Linked DNA regions of Mus musculus: region 1 is linked to region 2. The links are chromatin contacts, called in public HiChIP or PLAC-seq maps. All regions are on one chromosome and are shown on one strand. Each heading gives the region's core, a stretch centred on a gene start, on an enhancer-like site or on the middle of the called end of the contact. The rest is flanking DNA. Distances are from core to core; before and after follow the strand shown.

Evidence for each region. HiChIP or PLAC-seq counts read pairs in DNA pulled down with a chosen protein or histone mark.
Region 1: an H3K27ac HiChIP or PLAC-seq map of regulatory T cells shows a contact between it and region 2, with 7 times the contacts expected there. The contact joins two enhancer-like sites. A contact is called at or near these places in 4 of 39 promoter capture datasets (cranial neural crest, embryonic stem cells and liver), 5 of 484 Hi-C or Micro-C datasets (bone marrow-derived macrophages, embryonic fibroblasts, erythroblasts and 2 more), 15 of 115 datasets of contacts at active chromatin or transcription factors (CD8 T cells, the HL-1 cell line, effector CD8 T cells and 9 more) and 3 of 9 other capture datasets (adipose tissue, liver and pancreatic islet).

What each region holds. Positions count from the first base shown.
Region 1 is chr17:31,691,576-31,695,090 of GRCm38.p6, forward strand. No RefSeq gene overlaps it. Among named protein-coding and RNA genes, the nearest start is that of Gm30187, 15 kb to the right of the region's middle. Within about 2 kb of position 1,581, at least 93 of the 459 cell types and tissues checked have an H3K27ac peak or open chromatin away from gene starts, as enhancers often do. A contact at or near this core is called in CD8 T cells, effector CD8 T cells, memory CD8 T cells and 1 more, where this site is marked.
Region 2 is chr17:32,051,555-32,055,140 of GRCm38.p6, forward strand. Rrp1b (ribosomal RNA processing 1 homolog B (S. cerevisiae)) reads left to right here. Exons shown (of 16, transcript NM_028244.2): 8 at 129-295; 9 at 1,185-1,273; 10 at 2,303-2,400; 11 at 3,551-3,570. Among named protein-coding and RNA genes, the nearest start is that of Rrp1b, 17 kb to the left of the region's middle. Within about 2 kb of position 2,322, at least 55 of the 459 cell types and tissues checked have an H3K27ac peak or open chromatin away from gene starts, as enhancers often do. A contact at or near this core is called in CD8 T cells, effector CD8 T cells, memory CD8 T cells and 1 more, where this site is marked.

The DNA.
Region 1 (3,515 bases), core at 331-2,830, 360 kb before region 2:
ATAAACAAACAAATAAGGAGTGAGCGGGCTAGTACATGAGGTCTCATCCAGTGACTTCACAGAAGAGCATCGTGCCTAGCCTCATGTTCCTTCCTGTCATAATTTTGTCCCCCACAACCTCCACCCCTGGCTTGGCAGCTTTTGGCTCTAGATGATCATTAGGCTCACTGAGGCTGCAGATGGGGGTCTCCCCGCCTCCATTTGACTGTAGCCTGGAGGCTGGTAGGTTTGCTCCTTATTCTTAGAGGGCCCGATTTAGGACATGTCCTCCCCAAAACCTTCATGGGGGAGAACTAGATCTCCAACCTCCTGTGTGGCTCAGGAATCAGGTGTGTGATAATTTGGCAAAATTGGGGCCAGTGACAGGAGTTTGCTGGCTGGTTTTTACAAAGGGTACCCAAGGTGATCTCACTCACGGCAGGTCTTCTCAGTGACCTGCCACAGTGGCCCTTGAAGCCAGCTGGTATTAGTGACACTAGCCTCCGAAGTCAGGAAGGCTCCCCAAACTGCAAGAGGATGCACGGTGTCGATGGGCGGCTCTGATGCCTGCTGAGAATGGAACTCTGACTGGGAATGGGCACTTTTGCTCCATTTTGCAGATGAGGACATTGAGGGCCACAGGAAGGGCTTAGAATGATGGTGCCCAGGGCCGGAACCGACTACCCTGGGTGGTTACTGTCCAGGAGAAGCTGCTCTTTTTCCTGAAGTCATCATGTCTCCAGGATCCCCCCCTCCCCATCAGCAAGCATGGACCTGGGGTCATGTCCTTAAAGGTGGTGACCTTGAGCAGATCACAAGGTCACTGGCAGTAGGAAGACCTTAGGTGTGGGAGGAAGCTTGGCAGAAGCACAGTGCGCATTTCACTTCAGAGACAGCATTGACTTTGCATCTAAGAGCAATAGAGGGGCTGGAGAGATGGCTCAGCGGGTAAGAGCACTGACTGCTCTTCCAAAGGTTCTGAGTTCAAATCCTAGCAACCTCATGGTGACTCACAACCATCTCTAATGGAATCTGATGCCCTTTCCTGGTATGCATGAAGACAGAATGCTCATACAACATGATATACATAAATATAAATCTTTAAAAATATCCAAGTGACAGAAACAAGAGGGAGACCAGATCTCAGCACTTCAACACAAATGCTCTTTTCTTTGTATTAATATTCTTGCAGATGCCCTTCCAGGACACAGGGCACTTTGCCCTATTTCTGGAGCAGGTGACAGGGCTTCCAGTCTGCCTATGAGGTAGGCTAGAAGCCTTAGGAAGAGCCTCAGTAGCCAGGCGGTGGATGCTTTTATTATAGCCTGGCCTGGCTGAGCAGGGGTTAATCAGCTGGGCAGAGAGGGCACCCACTGGGCAGAGTGTCTAGCTGGAGCTTAGATTCACAACAGCTAGCTCAGCCAGGATGCTATGCTGGAGTGCGTGGAATCCCAGGGGTTAGGGTTAGGGTTAGGGTTAGGGTTAGGGTTAGGGTTAGGGTTAGGCTGTGGGCTCTGGATGAACAGCCAGCAACCTTCTAAAAGAGCACACAACAGGAAGCTGTTATCCCATGACGCTGTTGGCTCCTACCAATAGAACTACCTGTTGATACCAGGGCTTGAAGATGAGTATCTTACTCTCAGACAGTCCAGGACACGAGGCTTAGGTAGCAACCAGGATAACCCGCTCAGGAATAGGGTGTGGAGGGAACAAACCCGCTCAGGAATAGGGTGTGGAGGGAACAAACTTCATTTTTCTACCCATCCTTCCAACAGAAGAGATTGGGAAATCTGTAGTCCTGAGGGCTGGAAACTAGCTGGATAACACGGAGGCTGCGGCTGGATTTCACATGGCCGACAGGGGGCGCCTTCTACCCAGTTCCGGACCTACAGTGGCGGCTGGTTCCCCTCCTCCCTCAAGGCTTATCATCCAAGGTGCCTCAGCTGTGCTGGGGTTGACGCACAAAGGTGGGACACTGGCCTGCTGGGAGGGAAGAGTGGGGGTGGGGTACATGCAGGGGCGGGAGGATGACGGAGTAGGATGGGGTGAGGTAAGCGGTGAATCGTCCTGCTTGGTCACCCCTCTTAGGTAAGGTCACGACCCTACCCTGGAAAGGGGCCCTCTCCACCACCACTAAAAGCTCTTTGATGCCCACGCTGTGACTCAAACGCGTGCCTTGAATGTCACCGCGACACCAAGAAGATAAGAATAACTCCGGTTTGAGGAGCAGTGACCTCATTCAGTCCCACCTCCCTCTTGCTGGCACAAGGCCAAGTTGCCCACTGCTCTGGGCTTCAGTTTCTCCATCTTATTACTTGGGGATTCCAATTCTCAGTTTCAGGGCTGTAAAGGGGGGCGGGGCAGATGGAACTCAGCCGGCTAATAACAACCAAGAGAGCAAGGATGGGGGAGGGGGAAGAGGGACAAAAAGGCAGTGGGAAGTTCTAGGTACCCACTAGTAAGAGGCTGATGTAACTTCTATGTCTTTCCTTTGCTGACTTGAACTTGTTCTTGGATCCCACGTCCCTGGAAGGGTAGATGCCCTCAATCCAAGGCCCATGACAGCGCTGTGGGTGGGACCCCATCCCCACAGGTGCCCTACTGTGCCCCATCTCCACTTCAGGACTGAGTTGATTCAGTCGACACAGGCAGGTACATGTACATACCCACTGCACACACCTACTACACATGCTGCAGGCTGTGGATAAAAGTCGGGGGTGGGGAGAAGATGGCGTGGGGGTGTGCTCTTCACAGAGAAACGGGAGTCATCTATATGGTGACCTGAGCCCGACTTGCCAGGTACTGCACTGCTGCTCAGGGTTGTCACAGATCTTAAAGCAGGTTGACCTCCTTTGTGTCTACCTGTGACTGGGATCCTGAGCATCTACAGTGTGTGTGTGTGTGTGTGTGTGTGTGTGTGTGTGTGTGTGTGTGTGTGTGCCTGTGCTGGGTTGCGTGCACTCTCTGAGGGTAGAGGTGCATCTGTTTTGCCACAGTGGCACTGGCCTTCACAGCTCTGGACAGAGATGCTAGAGCCTGGATTTCATGGCTCCTGGGTCTGCTGGGAGGGAAGAGAGGAGGAGGGAAGGTGGGCGTAGAGCTCTCCCCTCAGTCTGTACTATCTGCATGAAAGTGTAGCCGCATTTCATATTAGCCACAACCCTGGAAGGCAAGTGCTACTGTACTTGGTTCAGCAGAGGGATGCTTTGAGAAGCTTGCTATATAGGAATTACCAGAATTTTGGGGTGCCCCTGTATGCCTGTAAGGCTGTGGCCACATTTTTCTGGGACCCTCCTGTACTTTTGTTTGTTTGGTTTTTTCTTTTCCTTTCTTACTTACTTTCTTTCTTTCTTTTTTTTTTTGACAAAAATCTCTCTACTACATAGTTCTGCCTGCCCTTGAACTCTTGAACTCAGAGAGAGCCCCCTGCCTCTGTGTCCCAAATGCTGGGACTAGAGGCATCTGTTTCTGTACTGTTTCTACCCCTACCCTGTAGGGATCCCCAACCCCATGACCACCCAGGAGGTGTCACTGAG
Region 2 (3,586 bases), core at 1,072-3,571:
ACTAGGCCCCAGGCAGGCACGTGCATATGCACACACTTACCGGAGTTGTTCTTCGTTGTATTCCTGTCTGCACAGGCTCCAGGCCAAGTGTTTTCATCCTGTTCTCTCCGATGTGTTTCTGCCCTCAGCCACACGCTGGTACAGACTGTAGCGAGGGGTGTTTTTGAAGTCATTGTAGATCAGTCTGCCTGTGTACCTCAAGAGTCTGTGGAGGAGCGGAAAACCAAAGAGGATGGCAGTGGCTTCCCTACGAAGGCGTTGGCCTGTAGGAAGGCAGTCAGTGGGAAGAAGGCTGGTGAGAGGCTTCCTCTTATACTCTTTCCTTTCTGTTGGGTCGATTGGCTGCCTGGGTTTTCCTCATTTCTATATACCAGTTTTGTCTGTGTGCACGAACGCGTGTGCTCGCGCACACTTTCATGTGGAGGCCAGATGTCAGCACTGGGAGTCACTGTTCAGCTTTCACCCACCCCTATTTTGAGGTGAGGTTCCTCATTGCCCTGGAAGATGCCTAATTAGGCTGGACTGGCTGGCTGGTGAGTCCCAGGGATACGCCTGTTGCTGCCTTCCCTGTGCTGAGCCCAGAAGCCTGTACTGCCATGCCCAGGAGTTTTTTATGTGAATTCTGAAGGTTGAATCCGGGCCCCTTGTACTTGCCTGATGAAGCCTGCTGGCTCCTCTGTTCTTGGTTTTTAAGTCTTCATCAAGCACTTTGTTGACATCTCACTGCATATAGACCTCCCAAAAAATAAATCAGGGTACATAAAAGACACATGTGGACAGTTGGTCCCAACACCACTCACACTAGGCCAAGTTCTTTCTGTCCCTCCTAGCCCATTCACCTCCTTTGTGAGACGTTTGGCCTGTGCCTGTGAGAACTGCCGTGCAGTCAGGAGCACTTGTTCCCTTGGCTCCCCTCCAGCACACAGCTTCCTTCCTGCAGGCTTGAGTCCTTTTGTGGGGGTAGGGTTGTTCAGTATGGGGTTGGTCCTAGGGGCAAAACCTGGAGCTTCGCATATAAAATAAAGACCAGGATTTTTAGGAGACCAGTTTCAAGTATCTCCCCAGGCAGCAGTCACTGGTGTTCTCCCTGGTAATGGGGATTGAACCCAGAGCCTGGAGGGACTGAGCCACATCCATTCTTGAATGTCAAGACTGTGTCTTTGTCTTTGGATGTGTTTTGGCAGCACTAGACGAATGCCTCAGAGACGGAGTCATTGGCAGCAGAGAAAGAGACATCTGTGCAGCCTTGAAAGATTCAGGGTCACCTCTCCAGGTGGGAGCAGCTTTTGCTTTTAATAGAATGTGGGTTGACCTGGGATGGCTTGGCTAGAGAATTAGAGTCAGAGCTCATTAAGCCATAAGGCTTAAATTGTAAAGTCCTTTATAATCCCTTCTGTAATTAATGTCACCATTCTTAGAATGAGCTTGTTGGAGACACAGTTGAAAGGGTTTTAGGCTGGTGTGGTGTTGTTCACATGGATCCTCAGCACATAGGAGGGTCTCAAGTTCAAGAACAGCCTGGGTTACCTAGTACACTCCTATTTCAAAAAAACAAAAACAAAATGAAGCCAAGCATGGTGGTACACACACTCAATCCCAGCATTCGGGAGGCAGAGGTTGACAGGTCTCTGAGTTCAGACACGCCTGGGCTATGCAGAAAGATCCTATCAAAAATAATCAATGAACAGTTAAGTGGGTTTTGAAAGATCCCGAACCTCATTTTGTAAGCACTGTTGCCTGTTCTTCTGCATGTAACAGCACCAGCCTTTATGGGGGCCTTGGGGGGTGGGGTTGTTTTTAAGCAGATCTTGCTGTATATAGTCTAGGTGGAGTGGGGCTCACAGCGGTCCTTCTGCCCCTCCGAGTACTGGGAATACACCAGTGCACCACCATGCCAGGCTTCTAGTTTTGAGTTTTGGTTGGTTGGTTGGTTGGTTGGTTGGTTGGTTGGTTGGTTGGTTACCGGGTCTTTCCTTTATGTAGCCCTGGCTACTCAATAACTGCCATGTAAACCAGGCTGGCCTTGAACTCACAAAGATCCACCTACCTCTATTCCCCAACTGCTGGGATTAAAGGTCTGTGCCACTCCACACATGCGTACACAATTGTGCTTTGAAAACGTAAAGACAGTTATAGAGATTGAGACCCCAGGATGAGCATACAAGCAGGCTCCTCAGGCAGTTCTTCTCTGTGCATGAGAGCCCAGTTTGGAGAAGACTGCTCCCAACAGCAGCTAGAAGGTGACTCTCAGACAGGCCAGGCTGTCTCACCACTGCTTGGGTTTCCTGTCTCTTTGTGGTAGTTTGACTATAAGGCTGTTGCTGATCGACTCCTGGAAATAGCCAACTCAAAAAGCACCCCGCCTTTCAACAGGAAGCGACTCTGCAGACTAGTCAGAAAGTAAGTAGCAAGTGAGATCCTGTGGCCACACCAGCACTCTCCCACGTTTCTTTCCTTCTCTTAAAGATGTATTTACTGTTAGATGTGTCAGTGTGTGTCTGTGTATGTGTGCTCTTGCAGCGGCCCGAACAAAGTGGTGCTCTGGAACTAGAGTTACAGGCAGTTGTGAGGCATCCAGTGTGGGTACCAGGAACCAAACTCAGGTCCTCTGGAACTTCTGAGCCATCTTTCCAGCCCCCGCTGCCTTTTTCTTTATCTTTTATCACTTTATTCATAACCACATGGCAGTAACTGATCTGAGCTCGATCCTTTAATATTATGAATGCCTTTAGAAAGGAGGTAGGGACTCGACCCAATGAATAAAGAATGAAGGTTAGAGTTTAGATCCTCAGTACGAATGGAAGTGGCTGGCAGGTGTGGAGTCTCATGTCTAATCCCAGCACCCATGAAGTTCCAGGCATCAAGGCAGCTCACTTGGTTGGGAGGCAGAGATGGGACTCCTAGAGCAAGATAACTAGACTAGCCAAATTGATAAATTCTGAGTTCAAATGAGAGACCCAGGGGAGAGTGGCTGAGGAAGATACCTGGTATCAACCTCTGACTCTACATGCACGTGTGCTCACCTGCAAATGTGTGGACACACCAAAAATGGCTCTTAAAGAATTCCCCAGTAGATGGCATCCATAAGTTCTCGTGCTTTATAGCTGGACCTCCAAAGGCATGCCAGGGGCTTCAGTGTGGGTACTAGGGCTGACCTGCCTGCCCCAGCGACCCATCCCAGCCCTATGTACATCCCTCATAGCCTCAGCTTTGGTTATTTGGTCTGATGCATAAAGAGAACCCTAGTGGGCAAACCTCCCCTGAACATAGCAGAGCGTTAAGTTGTCTGCCTTCAGAAACAAGCGAGACAGACATGGGATCTCTTGGTATTGTGTGCCACTGTGTCCTATGCAGAGCTGGTGGAATGGAAAGCACCTTTGTCCTAGGCTTCTTCCTTCCTGACTCACCGCATCCCTAGGTGGGGCTGTCCCCTAGCCTCCCTGTGGAGGAGAGAGTGAGCACTGAGTATCCGGATTCCCGTTTTATGTTCAAAACCTGAGCTGTGAACTCTGAACTTCCATGTGCTTTTTTGTTTTTTGTTTTTTTACAGGTTCCAGGACCTCTGTGAAGGTAAGAAGAGTTGTTC